Regions from separate parts of the Rattus norvegicus genome. Here region 1 is linked to region 2. The links are chromatin contacts, called in public Hi-C maps. All regions are on one chromosome and are shown on one strand. The core of a region is the stretch at or near the end of the contact, and the rest is flanking DNA. Distances in the headings are between cores, read along the strand shown. Region 1 holds the start of Bhlhe40 (basic helix-loop-helix family, member e40). Region 2 holds the start of Itpr1 (inositol 1,4,5-trisphosphate receptor, type 1).

Region 1 (6,693 bases), core at 2,504-5,003, 430 kb after region 2:
ACTAAGCAGCCTTGTAAGCTGGTAGCAACATACACCAAGTTCTTAGCATATGGCCTGAGAACTAGCACACAGTAACTAAACACGCATCCATAAACGGCCTACAAAAGACTTTTAACATCTGGTCTTCTCAGCTCACTAGCCCTCTCCCACCCTTGGGAGTGCGTTTTCCTTTCTTACTAAACTGTCCCTAATTTTTGAAAAAGCAGAGGACAATCAGAAACAGTAATACCCTTCAGGATAGAAAGGTACCTAGTGGGAGAAATTATTTTTCAAATAGTTGTAATTTATTCAAGAAAAAAACCAACAGATTTCTCCTTTATATCACTTTTTGAGACAGAGTCTTGTAGAAAAGTTTAATGCCAATCCAAGGTTGAAGGAGAAGGTAACAGAGGGAAGCCACCAAGAGTTAGGCGAGCCATGAAACTGTGGCCCCGGGGGCTGGCCAATTAAAGTTAAGAGAAGTCCAGATGAGACATAGTAAGTAATAACTTGGGGCTATTAAAAGGAAAGTAGATTCTAATAGCACAGAGGGTAGATATCTGCCCAGGACTAGCACTGATTAATGCTTATTATAAAAATAAAAGTTGTGTGTCTCTTTTATCTGGGAACTAAATGGTCTAAGGCAGGGTAGAAATCCCAGATTGGGATTAAATTTTTTTTTACAACAGGCTAACTTTTTATTAAAAATTACATATGTATATGTAACATATAAAAAATAACTTTTTATGATCCTCCTGACTTTACCTGGGCATTGCTGAGATTAAAGGCAAGTGGTGACACCACTCCCAGTTTTGTGCTCTGCTGGGGACAGAACTCAGGCTTTAGTGCATGCCAAGCAGGCAGGCAGGCAAGTCTGTCAAAGGAGCTACGACAGCCCCCACATAACATGCAAGTTATTTCGTTTGCTTGCCTGCCTGCCTTCCTTCTTTTCCTCCTTTCTTCCTTCTTTTTACAGATTAAAAAGAAGAAATCCTGCCTCAGCCTGATGGGGCTAATGTTGGAGTATTTGGGACAAATACAAAAGTAGGAATTAGTTTCTGTCTACAATGCCCAGAACTCAGGAAGCTGATACAGGAGGATTTTGAAGTCAAAGCCTACCAGGCATTTAAGGACCTGATAAATAATTTTAAAAAAGTTAAATTGAACAATGCACAGACTTCGTTATTTACAGAAGCAAATAGCGATGGAAATTTACTGATCAGTCAAATAATCTTAAGGGTGTTATTTTCCTGAGCTATGAGCCATGCAGGCAGAATTGCAGAGATTCACTCCTGGGAGGTGGGGGACGGCACAAGAGAGGACATAGCCTCCTTCCTCCAACACAGCTTATTTCCTAGTGGAACTATAGTTTTGGTGCAACCATGACAACACTTCCCCCTTAGAGTCACAGGAAGGTCGCAGCCCTTCCTTACCCCCACCCTACCCTAGTCTGCAAGCACATACCCAAACCTCTAGTCCTACTGCCCACCTCCTGGCAGGAAAGGTGGGAGCATTCATTCCCTCCAGGGAGATTGATGATAACCTGTCAGCAAAGTACGTCTGTCTGGGGAGGAGGGATGAAACTCTAAGCCTGAAAGTGAGGTCAGCCAGTGAACAGTTAGAGAAGCCATCATTTCTCACACTTACTAATGGGTTTGACGCTTGTGAAACATAAACAGGAAGTAGAAGCTTTCAGCGACCTGAAGGAAATGCACTCACAGTTTGGTCAACATGTGAATCCCTGTCCTCTAGGTCGTCAGAATACTGACAGTGAAGACTGACCCACCAAAATGCACCCCGTCCCAGCAGTGACCTCATTTTCCCCAAGTTCCCCAGCCAGGTCACTCCGCAGCAGCGGGGTGACTGACCCTAAGCACGGTAGGGAAGGTTAACAGTCATCTCTCAACTCCCCGAACTTGCAGGGCAGGGGAGCGCAGAGGTCAGTGAAATCCCCAGCCAGGCCTTATTTTAGTCACGACTTTCCACTGGCCCCTTGCTGTGTGTCAGCGCCGCTCACAGCGCCGCAGGTTCTGCGTTTCAGAGGCTTTCCCAGCTCCGGGCTGTTAGAAGGTCAAAGAGACCAGATTTTTCCAATGCAGGTCGGTGGGGGTGGGGCCCGGCGGCCTCCGCGAGATTGAAGAGCGCTGGGGCCCCTGGAGCTGCCCTTGTGCCCCGCGCTCGGGCTTGTGGGTTAACCTCTACTACCTAAACGTCTTGGTTAGTATTAAATTAAAACTTTCTCGTTTTATATTCTCTGCCAGTGGCCCCGATAGACTTTCTGCTGAAGGCAGTCTTCTGATTGGCCTGGTTGGCTCCCTCCCAAAGGTCCTTGTAAATTCAAGGTCAAAATCCGTGCTTGTTACCTCCACTGTCTCCAGCCACGAGCTCGACTGGGTAAGGGGCTCAGTGAGTGTGTGCTGCACATATGTGGAGATTTCACTGTGATAAACCAAGAGGATGGGGCGTGGGAGTGGGGGTCCTCCTGTCTCCTCTCTCCTGTCCTGGAATAGACTGCAAACAGCGCCACCCAAGTTCCTGGTTAGCTTCGGGATCCCATGCCGGCTGGCAGCCCGGTGCGCGGGGGTCACGGCTTGGAAGCCGGCGCGGAGAGGCTTGCAGTGAGCCGAGCTCCGGCCCGCGTCTGGGCCACGTGAAGCGTCACGCCCCGCGCTGCTGCAGGGCAGGCGCCGTCGCCGCGGTTGTGTAACTCTGCAGCCGGAGGGGAGGCGACCCGGACGCCTCTGCATCGGAGGGGGCAGAGGAGGGAGGGAACGCCGGGCACCGTGCCCGGTATCTTTCTGTGCTTGACTAGCCAGGGTGGGTGGGGGCAGTGAGGCACCCTGGAAGGCGGGAGGAGATGGGTGCGCGCCAGTCGGGTGCCAGGCCACCCGCAGGCTGCGCCCGGGAGCTGAGCTCCCGGGAGAGTTGGGGGAGGGGAGGGTCCGCACGGCTCACACGGTCCACGGTCAGGTGCGCTCGGCGTGCTCGGCGGCGGCCTCGGCTGCCCTAGCGCCTGGCCACCAGCCCGCTTCCCATGGGGTGACATCCGCCCCGCCCTCGGTCCCTCCCCAAGGCGGGCAATTCCTGGACACTGAGGCTGAGCGTTGGGGGGCTGGGAAGCCAGGACGGAAAGAAACCCCAGCCTCTGGGGAAGGCCAAGGGGGGCCGACAACTCCCTCCGCTGCGCACCGGTTCCTAGGAGCGGGCCAGGCGGGGGAGGAGGAAGAGGGCTGGGCTGGAGCGACCAAGGGGATATTCCTCTCCCGGCTTGAGTCAGACGCGGGCGGAATCCGTCCTCCCCCGTTCCCTCCCAGGAGACGGGAACTTACTTCATTTCCCTGGGGCAGGTTCGCCCACGTTACCAACTCTTCCCCCCGCCCCCCAGCTCCCCAGTTCCTTCCAGCTTCCGTGCCCCCCACCCAGCTGGGCAGGACTCTGGCTGCGCTGCCACCCCCTCTTTCGGGGAAAGGAGGCCGCAGCCGCAGACACCTGGGGCCCGAGGTTTGGGGCGGCGGGGAGGGGGGGCACTTTGCAGCCGCCAGAGCGTTGTCCAACACGTGAGACTCATGTGATGAAGCCGGGGGAGGGCGGGCAGGTCGCTCCTTCCCTCCCCGGCAGCGGCCAGACGTGCTTGGAGTCACAGGGTAGAACACGTAGCTTCTACCCACCCACTCGCTCCCATTTAACCCAGCCCGCAGCCTCTCCTTACTCCTCGGCTCGTCCCCTCCAGCAACCACCGCCCCCCCCCCCGCTCCGCCCTAAGCAACCCCCCCTTTCCCTCCCGCCTCTCCACCCGCCCCACTTCTCATTCACTTGGCTCGCACGGCGCAGACAGCGCAGCGAGCACACACCGCCAGTCTGTGTGCAGAGCGGGAGCCAGAAGCCGTGGGGGACACCCGGTCATGCACGCCCCCAACTGAAGCGACACCTCAAAGCCGCAGCTCCTGGCAGCCCAGCGCATTGCAAGAAGCTCAGGCTAGCTCATAGGAACATACCCCTTGAGACCCTCGGATCCTCCCTTCCAGGGCAGTCCTCTCTCAGACTCTCTGCTAAGTGCAGACAGGAGCGCACAGTGGCCCCTGCTCGCCGCATCATGGAGCGGATCCCCAGCGCGCAACCACCTCCTACCTGCCTGCCCAAAACGCCAGGGCTGGAGCACGGAGACCTGTCAGGGTAAGTGTGCGCTGTGATCCCTTCAAGTCTCCGCTCCTCACCGTGTCTTCCATACCACTCTCAACTTGGGGCATCTCTGGGCATATAGGGGGCTTCTTGCATCTGTAGGACTTCTGCAGCCAGTACGCACTTGGGAGTCACGGCTCTTTCTGGCCTTTCTCCCTGCAGGATGGATTTTGCCCACATGTACCAAGTGTACAAGTCCAGGCGGGGAATAAAACGGAGCGAGGACAGCAAGGTAGGTGCATCCCTGGGGACCCCGTTCCTTAGCCTCTCGCGTGCGCTGAGTTTCCAAGGAAAAGTTTGCTTGTTTGAAGGTTGGCTGGGGGTTTCGGGATGTGATGAGCTTATTGTCACAAGTGAGTGACTTGGGAAAGAAGGGGCAGAGAAGGTGATCCTCGGTGCGTCTCTGCGCCCTCGCAGAATTTTTTTCCCTCTGGTGCTGGGTGGGGAGGAAGGGAGGAAGCTTCGTGTTCCCTTTCTCAGGCACCCACTGCTTCCATTTATTCCTTGCAGGAAACTTACAAATTGCCGCACCGGTTGATTGAGAAAAAGAGACGTGACCGGATTAACGAGTGCATTGCCCAGCTGAAGGATCTCCTACCCGAACATCTCAAACTTACTGTAAGTGAGAACCTGGCTGCGCTCCAACCCAGTTCTTCTGCCCAGAGGGCGGGTGGGGGTCACCCGCCGCCTGCAGGCGTCAACGGGAACTGCAGGCTAGACGGGCGGATCAAAGCTCCTAGTAGTTCTGGTTTGGAGGGAACCCAGACCCAGACCCAGGACTTCCAGGCAGAGGCAGAACCAGAACCATCTGGGGCCTCTTTAAGTTGGCTCCAACACTAGCACAGCTTCCTTTTGGTATTTTTTTTTCTTTCTCACCACCTCGTAGTCTCCCTTAACTTAAAAGGAACAAACCGTGAGATTAAAAAATTATGCCCTTCTCCTTGTCCTCTTACCATCCACGAGAGGACCTACTTTATTTAATGTGTGCCTTTTCTTTTCATCATCATCTTTACTGGTAACCGAAAGCTTTCTGGATTTTCCTTCGGGAAAAGTGTTTGGAAAGGAAGACGAAAAGCCTGCATGACTGGAAGTCCTGAACGGGTGTTTGGGGGGGGGGGGGATGTGTAAAAAAAAAATTCAGCACACTGGGAAAGCCGTTTGGTTGCCAGACACAGTAGACATCCCTCCCTGAGTTGACACCACAGCAGGGAAATGTTATCTCCGGAGTCCCCTGAGTTAAGGTCAGGGCAGCTGCTGGAGAAATATATCTGTCAGCTCACTCCCGAGACTGTAACAGCTACCAAAATGCCTCCAAAGATAGGCAACACATGTTTGACTTTTTTTAAGCCTTTGATCGTTATATGGATATGTTAACACATCTGCAAACTTTAAATTTAGTGGGGCAGGAAAAGCTCTTCCTATCTCGTTGTCTACACCCAATTCTCATAACAAATAGTGTGTGTCAGAAGGGACTTCACTGACCTCACAGGTGACGGAAGCTCCCTTTTTTTTGTTTCCTCAGACTTTGGGTCACTTGGAGAAAGCAGTGGTTCTCGAGCTGACGCTGAAGCACGTGAAAGCATTGACAAACCTAATTGATCAGCAGCAGCAGAAAATCATGGCCCTGCAGAGCGGTTTACAAGCTGGTGAGTGCCTGGCCTGATTAGTGTCTCAGCACAGATCGAGCCCGGAGGGCTGGCTGTGGCTCCTGACTCTGAGCTACCATCTCCTTTGCACATTCACTGGGGGAGATGCTTTTCTGATTCTTTCCTAAAAGGTCATACTTTCCCATACGGAATGCTGCTGTGCACCACCTGGAATGAGTACTTATTAGCCCAGTGATGAAATGTTCCTGTGACATTTTGGCCCGAGAGTGTCTCGGTTCTGGGAGACTTCCCCATCCCCCTTTAAAATGCCAAGGCATCGATAATTTGCATTGTGGGTGTTTTTACAGTTGGTCTGCTGAGCCCTCATTCATGGGTGAGCAGAACACGGGTCTGCCCCTAGTGTTTTCCTGTCCCTTTGCTTCCTTGTCTTTGGATGTGGGATGCAGTCTTGGCAGGATGACAGCAGGCTTTTTTTTTTTTTTTTTTTTTTTTTCTTGCCTGCATTTCATTGTGGTTCCCTGAATAGCCACTAGGTATCTTGGCAAATTGCACAATCCAATGAAACCACTGGTTTCATCATTCATTTATCCTGAGTTTCAGAGAATCAGGGGCACCTTCTAACCTCCCCCTTCTCCCTTCTAGATCATACAGTACAGACCAGGGGGAATCCTAACACCTACCCCTCAGGCATTCTTCTGTTCCGTCCAAGGCTAGTACAAGAATCACAAACAAAAACCAAACCGAGCCAGCATGCCTGCCAGTTTTCCTACTAAAAATAGAAAGTTGATCAGGACTGATCTCTAGGGGAGTCAGAGCTACAGTATATGGGAAAGACTTACAAATAAAGAGCCTAGTTAGAATGCACAGGGGAAATGCACCTATTTGATTAATAGGTTAAGTCTTTGTGTGGTGCCGGAGTTACTGGTTT
Region 2 (6,209 bases), core at 161-2,660:
TAACAAACCCAGAATCGGTAAAACACAATAGCATGATGTACAGAAAGAGGACATGGGCTGAGCTCTGTAGAACCATTTGTTTTCATAACAAGGACTGCTGTTAGTAGGTCTTTAGCGGTAGCAGACAGACCCCATTTAGGATGTTATGATATACTTTGGCGCACTCTCATATCCTGGCACCATGCCTGGCCTGGCACCCAGATGACACCGGGGAACGTTTGTGGAATGAATACTTGCAGTCTGGTTTGGGCGGGGTGGGGGGTGGGAGGTGGGATGCGGAGGGAGACAGTGGGATAACTTTGCCTGCGATTCAAACTCTTCTTTCAAAAGCCAAAGTTCTAAGCACTTTGCAGGCTGGAGCCTACACTTATTTGTGGTGTGTTGAAACCCATTTCAGCCCAGAGGCTTGGGTTGAAGACTTGCAGCACACCTCGCCTGGACGCACACATCTTAGTATAGCCGCTTTCTCTGAAGCCCTTATTTTTCTGGTTTGCGGTTTATTTACTTGAGCATTTACAGATTCCAGGAGCAAAGGGGTCCTAGAAGCGGGGTCAGGACCAGGTCGCGGTTTGTATTTCTTTCCTGCTTCGCGATCACAACATCAGCCAAGTCACAACATGGTTCCTTTATTTGCTCACTCGAAAGGGTTGCGTTCCTTTTACCTCCCACCGGGCGACGAAAGACAGACACAGCTCGGATTCAGAAAAGGGCTTTCACACGATTACCCCGCATCCTCGATAGCAGGGACCACCTCATTGCCAGACTTTTCATGCAGACACTAGCAGGATCCAATAAAGAACTGGAACAGATTTAATAAAGACAAACTTGCTTCTTTAATCCTTGACCGCAAAACACTGGCGTTTTTGTGCCTCGGATTTCTGAAATTCTTGGCTCCAGGACACAGGACGCGCGGGGGTGGGTAAACAGCTTGTAAAAACTTCCCAAAGTAGTAATCCGAGCTCTTCCTCTCTCTCTGGCCCCTAGTGACACCTGACTTTAGAAAAGGGACAGTCAAAAGAGAAGGGTTCACAGGGGTAAGGGACACCCTGTGGATCGGGCTTGCCAAACCTGGGGAGTTCGCTGCTTAGACACAGGTTCGCAGCCCCAGCCTTCCCGCTCGGCGCCCCTCCCCCGACCCTGGTCAGTGCGCGGGAGTCTATTTAGAACCCAGCCCCAGAGCCCAGGGCATTCTGGGACTTGTAGTCCTTCTGCGCAGCCCCAGGCGCCGGCAGGACCTGGGAATCGGACTACATTGCCCAGGGAGCTTCCGGGCCTATATAAGCGGCCGGGAGCTGCTTCAAAGTGCAGTAACCATGTGGATGTTCTGCTGAAGCGTTTCCTCAAGCCTGCCGGGGTGGGAGGAGAGGAGGAGGAGGTGGTGGTGGAGGAGGTGGAGGCAGGGGGTGGAGAGAGAGAAAGCGCACGCCGAGAGGAGGTGTGGGTGTTCCGCTCCCATCCTAACGGAACGAGCTCCCTCTTCGCGGACATGGGATTGCCCAGCGGCTGCTAACCCCTGTCCTGGTCCTGATCCCTCAAACCGGCGTGGCTCCCCGGTCACCAAGGTAGCTGCTGGGGCCGGGCAGAGGGCTCGGGGAGTTGGCACTGGCTCCCGTGCGCTGAAGTTTTTGCCCTGATCACTGGGAGTTCTTGGTGGCTTTGCATGCACTTATGCACTTGGCGTGTATTTTGGGGCTTCTTTCCCTGCGAGCAGTTTTGGGAGGCGGTCTGATTTTTTTTTTCAGGCTTAAGTAACCCCAAATGTCCTCGACTCTAGTGACCGGCTTCAACCTCCTTCCCCGTACTGAAATGGCATTCCCCCAAGTTGGAAACGGCTGGAGTGTTTGCAGGAAATAGTTTTCCCCCCTGGGGGGGTATTTGAGGGGGTGTCATATGAGTTTGCTCAAGGAAATAATCTTTCTAAAAATGTAGCTAGCCCTGTTGCGCTGCTTGGCTGGTAGGATAATGCATGCGTGGGGGCCCCCGTGGGTTTAAAAAAAAAGGAAGAAAACCGGAGGAAGCAGGGGCGGGAGCGATGAGAGAAGTGTGGACGGAGCTCGTGCCCAATGAGGACGCGGGTTTCACATACTTGGCCTCCACGCGGGGAAACAAGTGCTTTGGGATCTCAACACTTCCTTTCGTCCACAGTCTCTTCCCCCCACCCCCCCATCGTATTCGAAGTTTCTGCGTGCCTGATCTTTCTGGTCAGCTCCGGACGGGAAATAAGCATGCTGGGGTTGCTTTTATCTGGGGGCAAGAGATCCCTCCAACTTGACTGCTAAATTTGGAGGTGGGGAGTGGGATCTGCAGGAAAAGCGAACGGAGACTAAAAAAGTCGAAACCTGTCTTTGGGAACATTCTGATAGACCGTCGCAAGATCCCATACTCAGTCTTCTTTCTTTGTAAATATTTAGGAGCTGACTACAAAGGATTTGCATCCTTGGCTGGGAGTCCATTGGCTACAGAGTGCCTGACCTGGGTCAGGTGAGTGTGGGAGCTGAGTTCTGTAGTCAAGAATGTTTGTTTGTTTGTTTGTTTGTTTTGTCCTAAGCATTTTGTAACTCCGCTTGTAACGTACATAGAGGTAGAGTAGGGAAGAGAAAGAAACTGTGGTCAAAATTGGTCATGGTCTTGAGTAAAGATCCAGTGACAGCTACTTTTGAAGGTTGCTTAGAATCGAAGCATGGGGGTAAAGGGGTGGTGGGTAAGCAACAGCAACAAGCAGTAAATTGCGGTAGATTGTAAAGTGGGTGGTCCCTTACCAGCCTGAAAGGCACCCTCATTATTTAGACTCCCAAAGATGCAGAACTTTTCGTTTGCCAAGATCCCTAAGCAAAAGTGAGATACTCCTCCCTTTCACAAACTGTCACTTGGTTCTGTTCTGTCGTGGGCTTTCACCACGTAACCAGAGTGGGCTGGGTTGCAAGAAATGAAAGCGACAAATTGAAAGAATGAGAACTTAACAGGAAGTAAGAGCTTAAAGAATACCACTGTAGCTTCCAGGATTTCACAGGAGCCACCTGCATATCAAGGAACCCAGCGTGCTTCTCTTGCTTTGGTACCTGTTCCCGGATGAGGGGCTGAGGGCAGTGTTTCTGTCAATATAATGACATTTATCACAGCCCATTCCTAGAAAATAAAGCCTCTCTCTGTAGGTACACAGACGCCCCTATGGTTTCAGGTTTGTCTATCAAGTTTTTTCTTCTAAAATGTCTGGTAATTGAGTAAACAACAGGTTAATAGGAGTGGGGAGCTGTGGGCAGCTGGTCCTTGGTAACTTCTTTAATGTCCTAAATATTTAGCTGTTCCCTGGGCTACAATCTTTGGGCTTTTCTAATTAGTGAATGAAAGCCAGATACTTCATTATGGTAGCACAGTGCTTTTGTTTCCTGTTGATAAGGTCCTCAGGAGTACTGGTGGAGTGGGAAACATTTGGATGGGAAGGCTAGTTCTCCTATGGACTAATGTCTGTGTTGATCAAAGAGGGGTCAGTCTTCTCTTTGAAGTATGCTACAGACACCGTTAACTGGTCCACAGACTCTTCTCTATCTTTTGCCTAAAAATAATGAGGCTGTCCCATTAGGTTAGAGCAAGCCAGGTGCAAAGCTGTATATCACAGAAGACCTTAGATACGGGTGAAGAAACCGAGATTCAGAATGAAGTCACTGGGCAGCCCAGGCAGTAATGTGTACCACTTGTGCTTAAGTTTATGGGGAGAGAGAGAGAGAGATGCTAGGAAAAATAGTGAACCCATTGCTCTTAATGCCTTAACTCTGATTTATGTCTCACCAACAATGTACCAGCTATTTAGTTTGATGTAAGAAGGAAATGATACAGCCCTTGGCAGGGATAAAAGAATGTAGTTATTTGTAGGAGGATTTAATGTTGGGCTGAATTCATGTTAGAAAAGCTCTGTGTGTGTGTGTGTGTGTGTGTGTGTGTGTGTGTGTGTGTGTGTGTGTGTGTGTGTGTTTTGAAAGCTTGAATCAGGACAGTTAAGAAGGAAAACCAGAGGAAACCCAGTGTCTACGTGCAGTGTTAGTCCTGGCTCATAGTTGGAGTAGCTTTTGGTCATTCCCATCAAGGCACCTGAGCAGGTTGAAAGAGTCAGGTGTGTCTCTAGCTGAATAATTGGAAATCTTAAACTGCTTCAGTTCAACCTGTGGAATGTTGGTAGCTTGTCCTGTGGTCTCTGGTTTGCCTGGTTGCTAGTTGTATGCAGTGTTTTTCTTCTCCATTTCTTCTTCAGTCATGTGGATGTATGCATGTTATGAGTATACATTGAACGTATAATTTGCTCCTTGACTACATCAATTCGAAACAGAAAATCCCATCAAGATTTCCTTCTATCCGAGCAGGGCAAGTTCTTTATGTTCCGAAAGACTCACTCTGGCCTCTCCATCGAGGCCCATGAAAGTCACCGAGGTGCTATCACCCATTCAAACATGGCTCCTTTTGCCAGCCTTCCTTGAAGAATATGAGGCGAGGGGTGGCTTAGAAGAGAAATAGGTTAATGCCACAAGAACGATCTATTGACTTTGCCCTCCAAGTGTTTTCAGCTGCAAAAGCACTAGACTGTGGAGGTGGGGGGCAAGAGTGGGACGCCCTGGAACTAATTCAATGGTGTGCAAGGAATGGACTTGAGAAAAATTCACATGGCTTTTTAGCTCATAATGATCTCATGGAGTTTCTGTTGACTTTTTTTTTTTTAATACAAGCAGCTTTTTTAAAAACAGACCAAATGAAACAACAGATACCAAATATGAACAACAGACCCCCCCCCCAAAAAAAAATCTACCAAAATAAAAGCAGGCCTGGAGTTAGGTTTCTAGGTCAAGCTGTCCTTGGATACTTCTAATTAAGGAATCTACACAAGGACAGTGTCCTGTCTTGTCTGCTTTTGGTTTGATGTTTTAAAATATAATGCGTTTGCATTCGCAGATCTCTGATAACTAAAATTGCATGCAGTTGTGTTAGCTCTTTTTTTTTATTTTATTTATTTCTTTGCTGTTGAAGTTTGATGAATGAGATTAGGCTTGAAGTCAATGGTATGAATTACAGTGCTTTTATGGGTCATTCTTCCTGTCAGAGTGTCTGTCGTTCTGAGAACATTGCTGGTGAGGGATGAGCTGAATAAACTCCTGAAGCTACCACCTGGTAAACCATGACGTTCCCTAGGCTGGTCAGAGTTGAAGGCGGTTGGTGGCATCCATGGACCTCACAGACTTTCACCCTGTTAAAATTGTTTCAATTCAAGGGTTTTGTGTTGCTTACCCAACAGATTTCTTGAATACCTGCTATGTGCCAACTGTGTTCTAGGTGCTTGGGGTATGGCAAGTTGGTTCCTCAGGGGTTTACATTGCAGCTAGTAGGAAGCGATCAATGTAAACAACCAGGTAGTGTAGTAGGGCAGGTGGAGAGTGTTGTGAAATAGTCAAACAAGGAGGGGATGAGCAGAGAATAACGGTGGCCAAAGTGTGGAGGAACCAGAATCCTTGTGTATCGTTGGTGGGAATGCAAGAGGTAGCTCTTGGATATAACAGTATGGTAACTCCTGAAAATATGAAACAGGATTATTATAAGATTTGGCATTTCCATTTGTAGTTATCAGAGGAATTTAAAACAAGAACTTAAGGGGGCTGGAGAGATGGCTCAGTGGCTAAGAGTACTGATTGCTGTTCCAGAGGTCCTGAGTTCAATTTCCGGCAAGCACATGGTGGCTCACAACCATCTGTAATGGGATCTGATGCCCTCTTCTGGTGTGTCTGAAGATAGCAACAATGTATTCATATAACTAAAATAAATAAATCTTTTAAAACAAAAAACAAAAACAAAAGCCAACTTAAGCGTTTGTTTTACGTTGAAAGTTGCCTCATTAACCTATACCTAAAGGCCAAAATGCAACCTCAAAGTATCTATTATTACATGATTGAAAACCAAAGTGCTGTTCATGTGTTCAGTGAACTATTATGCAGCCCAGAAAAGGAAGGAACATGTTTCATAGTGTATTCAAACCATGAAAACGTTATGTAACTGAAAGAAGCCAGCCATCAGCAGATATATATTGTATGATTCTCATGGTGTGGAGTGTCCCAGATGAGTATACAGATTGATAGGGCCAGAATGTGGATTGATGAAGTATCAGGGGTTAAAGGAAGGGGAAGTTGAATTAATGGACACAGACTTTCTGTTTGTAAACATTAAAAATTTCT

What was found. Hi-C and Micro-C count contacts between places; a contact is called where the count stands out from the background.
Region 1: a contact with region 2 is called in a Hi-C map of prefrontal cortex, with 3 times the contacts expected there. The contact joins the promoter of Bhlhe40 here to the promoter of Itpr1 in region 2.

What each region holds. Positions count from the first base shown.
Region 1 is chr4:143,170,697-143,177,389 of GRCr8, forward strand. It overlaps Bhlhe40 (basic helix-loop-helix family, member e40), which reads left to right and starts at 3,754. Exons shown (of 5, transcript NM_053328.2): 1 at 3,754-4,152; 2 at 4,321-4,390; 3 at 4,669-4,776; 4 at 5,681-5,804. The coding sequence starts at 4,073.
Region 2 is chr4:142,742,030-142,748,238 of GRCr8, forward strand. It overlaps Itpr1 (inositol 1,4,5-trisphosphate receptor, type 1), which reads left to right and starts at 1,411. Exons shown (of 62, transcript NM_001007235.2): 1 at 1,411-1,562; 2 at 2,412-2,481.